2 separate regions of the Mus musculus genome follow, and region 2 is linked to region 1. A link is a contact called in public HiChIP or PLAC-seq data. All regions are on one chromosome and are shown on one strand. Each heading gives the region's core, a stretch centred on a gene start, on an enhancer-like site or on the middle of the called end of the contact. The rest is flanking DNA. Distances are from core to core; before and after follow the strand shown.

Region 1 (3,362 bases), core at 685-3,184:
TTTTTTTTCCTTTTTTCTTCTTCAAGACAGGGTCTCCCCATATAGCTCTGGCTGTCCTGGAACTCATTATGTAGACCAGGCTGAGATGCCCTTCTTAATGATAGACAAATACTTCTAACCGTTCATTGGAAAGACATTATCCTGTGTTTGAGTTGATTCTATGATTGAAGAGTCTCTTTACTGTTCAAAATGAGCTTACACCTGAGGCAGCTCAGATACAGTCAATCAGTTGGAAGCCATGCATGGCGCTGCTGTCTGAGCTGGCGTCGTTGTAGAAAGCTAAGAACCAGTCCTATTTGTGTGAATCAAAAGTCACGACACTTCCCCTTTAACATGCATGCCACTTTTTATCCACATGAGCTTCCTTCTGTTGAGTTGGTGGTTTCATTTTTAGTGAAGAAATCAAGTTTAATTAAAACTTACTTGCCATTTAAGATGATAATTTGTTTGATTTAGCATTCTTAATTACCTTGGGTAAATTGCCCACATAATTCATTTGTTTTTAAAGTATTACTACGCCATTTGCATATTTTGAACGACACCACTTTGATGAAACGCTGGGGTGGAGTCAGGGCAGATGGTAAGGGGTCCGCCCTGGTCTGTTTGTTCAGCTGGAAGATCTTCATCATTCCGCTTACTGAGTTCTTGTAGATCAAAGTTAAAATCATTAGTTATGATGTGTCTGGGGGAAAGGGTGGCCACGTAGTCCCTGTGAGCAGCATTTGGGTCCGGCCAGAATGGATCCCCTAGAAACTCTGAAGATTTTATAGTCACAAGGTCTCTTCAGTGCTCAAGATGTCAGCCTACACACTCGAGGCTGTGTGGCTGTTCACGTCTAACGCATCAGGGGAACGTACAAATAGCTGGAAAACTTGCCTGAATTAGTGAAAAAAAAAGTGATTTTGACAGATGGTAGCCATTTTATTATTCTGAGTGTAGGGTGCCCATTAGCCAGTCCCAACAAACAACCATCTATGAGGGAGGACTTTAGGCACTCTTATGCAGAAGCGGATAAGACTGACTCTATATTTTATATCTACTATTTTAGGCTTTATTTATGAATTCTAGCTCATGTCCTGAGGGATGCTAGTTTGAGTATTCTCCAGGCACGCCCCTTTCCTTAGCAGAGGGGAGTGAGAGGTGTACTCAGGCTCTAGAAAACTGCTGGTTGGCACGGCATAGGCTCTGATTTACTGATGTCTAAGCAATTCAGCATCTTATCATTGGTTTCCCTTAAACTCTAGAAGCTGGTTCATAGCTTCTGACTATGAATAGTGATGATGAGGATGATGAGGATGAAGGTGATGAGGATGACAGAAATCATCACACCAGGTTAGACAGCTCCAGCATTTCTTCTGCCTGCAGTGAAACTGGGGAAAACACCCCAAGAAGCCCACATTAGTATTAGTTACACTCCCGAGTTGGCTCTGTGTCATGTGTCAGAAAGATGGGTCTCATACGCTCTGTCTTTTAGTCTAAGGGACCAATCATGGAAAAGTGTACATGCATTTTCCAGAACAGAGTAATGAGGTGAAGGAATGGCAGGGTTGCTTTTTGAGGACAACCTCTGGACCTATGCTTATGGCAGGAAACTGCTCCCCCCCCCCCAGCTCCTTGTTAAGTCTGCCACCTAAAGCAGCCTGTGTTCAAGAAGGTACTCTTCTTGATGAGAGTGCCTTCTTCTGTGCAGGGCGTGTCCTCTGGTCCCTTGTCAGTCCTCTCCTAAGGTTCAGAAGACCTGATTGGCTCACAGATGTAACTCTGGGCAAGTTGCTTGGTTCTCTGAATTTCCGTTTTGTTGCCTGCAAAGTGGTTGGCAGATGGATTCCATGTATTGAAAGTCTTTCTAACTACAGCTTTGTGGTCTAGATGGCATAGATCTATACGGCTTGTGGTCTGTATAGTTTTACAGGGTCTCTAAACATCCGTGGGGGTGGGAAGACCAGTTACTGGAGTCATATGCCGTCAGAAGGCATAGATTCTGGCTAACCAGACAGTCTTACTGGGAGTCAACCCTCAACTCCCCAGTGCTCTTAGTTCTGTGAGTCAGTAGAACATCAGTAGAATGAGCTTGTGACCTGCCCTGCCCTGTGTACTCACCCCATTGCTGTACTTGGTTCAAGGGAAGCTGGGAAGGATTTTAGCACTAAAAGCACCAGGGTTGTGATCTTGATGTTTAAAGCAAAACATAGAGGAGAGAACAAGAATCCTTTAATCTTAGTGGGCTCAAAGGAGAAAAAGACTAAACACGGTGGCTTTTAAATGTTGGTAGCATTTTACATTACCAAGAGGCTTCTCAATTTTATTTTTAGTTCTAAAGTAAAAGCATTCATAAATATTGAAAGTTCAAACAATATGCCGAAGCTACATTATAAAAATGTTCTCCCCACTCCCACCACTCCCAGCTGTCCACCACTGATGCTTGTATTTGTACATTCCCAGAAAGGTCTCTATGTAGATGTCAATACAGGTTTTCCAAAAGGGCATTAAGATGGAATACTACTGCTTGTGTTCTCCTTAACTTCCTTCATGGCTGTTCTGCACTATTCTGTGTAAACCACAGGAAGGTATATGCTCGATAGAACAACCCCAGGAAGCTTGTGTGGCCATATAGACAGGATGCATAAAAGCAGTAGAGCTGTTACAGCCTCACTTTGGAACACATGTCACTTTTCTGACTTTGGGACGTCTCTGAGCACTAATGGGTCTGTAAACATCACAGTGTTAACTTTGTCATAGCTGGGCCCCAGAGCAAAGATAACCTCATGTTTTAAGATAGCCTTTGCTAAGTGCTTTGGTAAATGAATGTATATTGTCAGTAGGCTAATACGTATATTTCTCATACTGCGTACTTATATGTATTTTTAGCATAATGATCACTGTGCGTCCGGCATAGTCTGGAGGCATGATTCAGTTCAAAGTCATATAACCCATTATAACAGATATAGAAAATAAATATTGTCCCATGAGATAACATGACTTGTCCATTTGAACAGTCAATAGCATCTGCATATAATGGGACTCTCACTTCTCTGACTTCATGCCTTTTATTTAATTTTTCCTGCATTATTACACTGGTTAAGGTAACTACATTAGGGGCCCACATTCTTTTCCTGTCATCGATTTTAGAGGAACTTTAGCACTTCACCATTAAATATGATTTCAAGTATAGACTAAGGATATCTTCTATGTCTTATTTGCTGAGAGATTTTTTTTTCATGAAGTCACTAAGATTACAAAATACTTTTATTTTGCAATTTTATTTTTTATTATTTATCACATTTTATTATTATTGATGACGTGTTGTAGTCTTACATTTTTAAAGTAAACTTAATATTTGTGCAAAATACTGATTTTCCTTG
Region 2 (3,520 bases), core at 592-3,091, 87 kb after region 1:
TTCTTTTCTCTTGCTCATCAGAAATAAGAGCAGGGAGGATTTGAAAGTCACAGTGCAGTAGCGTTTGTCTGTGGACTCTGATGGACTTGCTAACTGTTGAGCCCACAGAAAGTTCAAGAGCTGGCACGTTCCCCATCCTGATCCCCAGTTTAGCCTTTCACGTTGCTTTCCATGCCACAGGCCTTCATTAAGCCCCTGGACCCTGTTGGATGTGACTGCCATGACTTTCTTTATGGCCCTGGATTGCTGGCGTCTGCTCTGAGCGCTGTGTCCCTGTCTAGCTTGTTATTCTTGTCTCTTGGCTTAAGATGTCGTGCCTTGAAAAAGGGTTCTGTGAGCAAACACTTGACTAAAAAGAATCACCCTGCTTTCAAAGAGGTCTGAATATGGTTTTCCGTGAGGCCTATTACAAGGCCTCATCTACCTCATTATATCTGCATGGGCGTTATTGTGCACCTTGTAATGGAAGCTGGATTCATATTTTTCATTGCCTGATTAGTATTTCTAAATTGGCTCACTTGCCAAAAGGAGTATTTTTTTCTCACTGCTTTCCCCTTTCACTGGTAATAGAAACATAATAAAATGCAGTTGAAATAGCACCCCTTCCCTAAAACAAACAAAAACCAATTATGGCTAGTCCTGGGGGAAGTCTTCAGGGGAGACAGCCAAGAAAATGCAGAACGCTTCTGCCCTTATCTGTCCTCACTGCCTGCCTTTGAGGAGCACACGTTCACAGCCTGGCGTGCACTCTTTCGTGCCCACAGGAATTTCTGTCAACACGTGAGAGTGTGTTGAAGTGTATGGAATTTAATCAGAGAGGGCCCATTCCTTGCCCAGCCCCTTGCAATGTATGCATTCTAGCTACAGGTCAAAACAGAGGTCAGCTCTTGGACACAAACCAAGCAGTCATTAATGAAGCCTCTGGGCTGTAATGGCTTCCCATATGCTTTCCTCTTCTGTACCGAACAGGAAATATGCAGGGGATATCGGACAGTTAGCGGGTGGGAGGTCTGGGGTACTGCGTAGTAAGACTCTGCCCCAGTCTGTGGCTGCCATGACCATGTGGGCCTTCAGATCCTGTCTGTGTCCTTCCTGTGCTCTGGGTTGGTCTCTGCAAGCATGTTTCCTGGCTTCCTGTCCTCCAGGCTGGTTTTCTTGCTTTGGTTTGCTATTTTTCTGTCTCTCCTGTTTAACCCAGTCATTGACATAACAGAATGATCCCTTATCTCTCTAGTTTCTGAACAGAGGGGTATTGGGTATGAGTAAGTCTTGCCTGCCTCTTGGCAATGGGTAGACCAGTGGTATCAGTAGCGGTGGCCATGCCTCAAGGGGTTCTTGAGACCCTCCAAGTTCCACATCTTCTATCTTCCCCTGCTATCTTCCCGAGGGCTTCCTCTGTCAACACGGGACTTGGCTGAGGGGATCTGTCTGGCTTCCTCATCTTCCCTTACCTGTAAAACTATTTCCCAGCAGAGAATTCCCTCACGAGTGAGGTCTCTGAGTAGTTTCTATTGCCCTGCATAGACTTCTGTGACACTCTTTCTCTGGCATATTTATTTTATACCTGAGGTATAGCTCCTCAAGGGTAGATGTTTTATTCTTATCAAGTTGTGTCTTAGTTAGGGTGTCTATGGCTGCAGAGACTTCATGACCATGTCAACTTTTAATGAGGAAAATATTTAACTGGGGTGGCTTATAGTTCAGCGGTTTAGTCCATTATCCTCTCGGGGGCATGCAGGCAGTCGTGGTGTTGCAGAGGTAGCTGAGAGATCCGTAGACAGAGGAAGAGACAGTGAGCCACAAAGCCTAACCGGAGCTTCTGAGACCTCAAAGCCTACCCCCACCCCCACTCCCATGACACACTTCCTCCAATAAAGCCACACCTCCTAGTAGTGCCAGTCCCTATTGGCCTATTGAGACATTTTTACTTAAACCACCACAAGACACGTTTTAGAAAGTTAAGTATGACTAAGCATTCTGAGTGCTGTCAGTGAGTGTGGTCTCGGTTAGTAAAAGTGACTATTTATTGCTGAAAATTTGTAAAATCAAATCTGGTGTCTGGACTAGAAGGGCCGCCTGGCATGTTGTACCTACCCTTTTAAGTGAACTTCGGTCAAATAGAATACAAAATCTTCCAACATGAGAGCCAAGATATTTGTGAAAGAAAAGGGGTGGTGGTGGTGGCCGAGGCTGTGGTGGTGGTAACTGGTCCTTATGAGGTCGACACTAGAGCAGTGGTTTTCAATCTGTGGTTCGAGACCCCCCTCAGAGGGTCACACATCAGACATCCTGTCTATCATATATTTACGTTACATTTAATAGCAGTAGCAAAATCGCAGTTATGAAGCAGCAATGAATTAATTTAGTGGTTGGGGTCGCCACAGCATGAGGCACTGTGTTAAAGGGTTGCAGCATCAGGAAGGTGGAGAGCCACTGCTCTGGAGTGAGCTAGCAGTAGACTGAATGGTCAGCAATCCCAGACAGTAGCACTGTGAGCTCAGGCTAGTCCCTGCACACCTCTAGTCTCAGTTTGCTTAGTGAAAACCAAAGTAAAAGTGAAACGGAGCTAGCACCAATGAAGCGTGATAGACATGCGCAAACCGGGGCATACTCCAGGGCAGGTTAAACACTTAAACACTTCATGAGAATTACCACACTTTGTCTGCCTTTCCTAACTATTCACAAAATACAACTAGAATAAATTTCCTTATTGCTCTATAACATAGCCAAGGGGAAATTGACTTGAAAGGCAAGGGAAACAAGCTGAAAATAAGTAGATGGACCTAAAAGCAAAGTAGTCACACTAGTCCTGAGCAGGCCTTGGCCAGGGATGGTTTCCCAGAGACCCTGCTTGCTCCTCTCAGTTCTGTCTGCAACAACACTGACTGGCAAGCACTGGCACTTTCTCAGACTTCCTGAGTGAATGTGGTATCCCCTTCAAAATCAAAGTCCTCCTCTCTGAAGAGGCTATGCTCCCCGGATTCCCCTGCATGTGTCTGCCACAGGTTTTGTTTAAATCAAGGGGCATCCCTTCCTTAAAGCACCCATTCATGGCAATGCTCCAAACCCAGCATCTCTGAGGTGGAGAAGGTTGGAGACAGTTGGAGAACGTTGCTTTTCAACAGATGAAGCAGACTCCTGGCTCTGGAGGTGGTCCTAGGATTGCCCACCTGAAGAACCTTGTGAACAGTTTATGCCTTTAGAAGTCACAAATCAAAGGGAACATTCTGGTTGAAGCTTGATGCTTCCCCCTGGCTTAGCAATTTCTTTTCAAGGTTCCAAGAAACCATGAATAAAAGTCATTGAACAAATAAACTAAACTAAGTACCAGTTTTTGCATCTGGTACAATATAGTAGAGGCCAAATAAAAATGTATAGAATCTTCAAAGAGTTTCATTCAGCTCAGAAAAAAACAAACAAACAGAAAAACATTTAGCAGCCACTGTCAGTTTGGGTCTCCTCTTGGTCTCCAGATCAGCCAGCCTCGCAGAGACAAGACTGGGGGGTGGGAGTGTCAGCT

What was found. HiChIP or PLAC-seq counts read pairs in DNA pulled down with a chosen protein or histone mark.
Region 2: a contact with region 1 is called in a CTCF HiChIP or PLAC-seq map of CD8 T cells, with 6 read pairs. The contact joins two enhancer-like sites. A contact is called at or near these places in 2 of 15 datasets of contacts at CTCF or cohesin (CD8 T cells and the NIH/3T3 cell line), 2 of 484 Hi-C or Micro-C datasets (embryonic stem cells and large pre-B cells), 4 of 115 datasets of contacts at active chromatin or transcription factors (CD8 T cells, the HPC-7 cell line and embryonic stem cells) and 3 of 9 other capture datasets (adipose tissue, liver and pancreatic islet).

The regions. Positions count from the first base shown.
Region 1 is chr2:72,081,282-72,084,643 of GRCm38.p6, forward strand. All of the region lies in intron 4 of Rapgef4 (Rap guanine nucleotide exchange factor (GEF) 4), which reads left to right. Among named protein-coding and RNA genes, the nearest start is that of Gm29940, 28 kb to the left of the region's middle. Within about 2 kb of position 1,935, at least 22 of the 459 cell types and tissues checked have an H3K27ac peak or open chromatin away from gene starts, as enhancers often do. A contact at or near this core is called in CD8 T cells, where this site is marked.
Region 2 is chr2:72,168,855-72,172,374 of GRCm38.p6, forward strand. The region is part of intron 6 of Rapgef4 (Rap guanine nucleotide exchange factor (GEF) 4); the gene reads left to right. Among named protein-coding and RNA genes, the nearest start is that of Map3k20, 120 kb to the right of the region's middle. Within about 2 kb of position 1,842, at least 119 of the 459 cell types and tissues checked have an H3K27ac peak or open chromatin away from gene starts, as enhancers often do. A contact at or near this core is called in CD8 T cells, where this site is marked.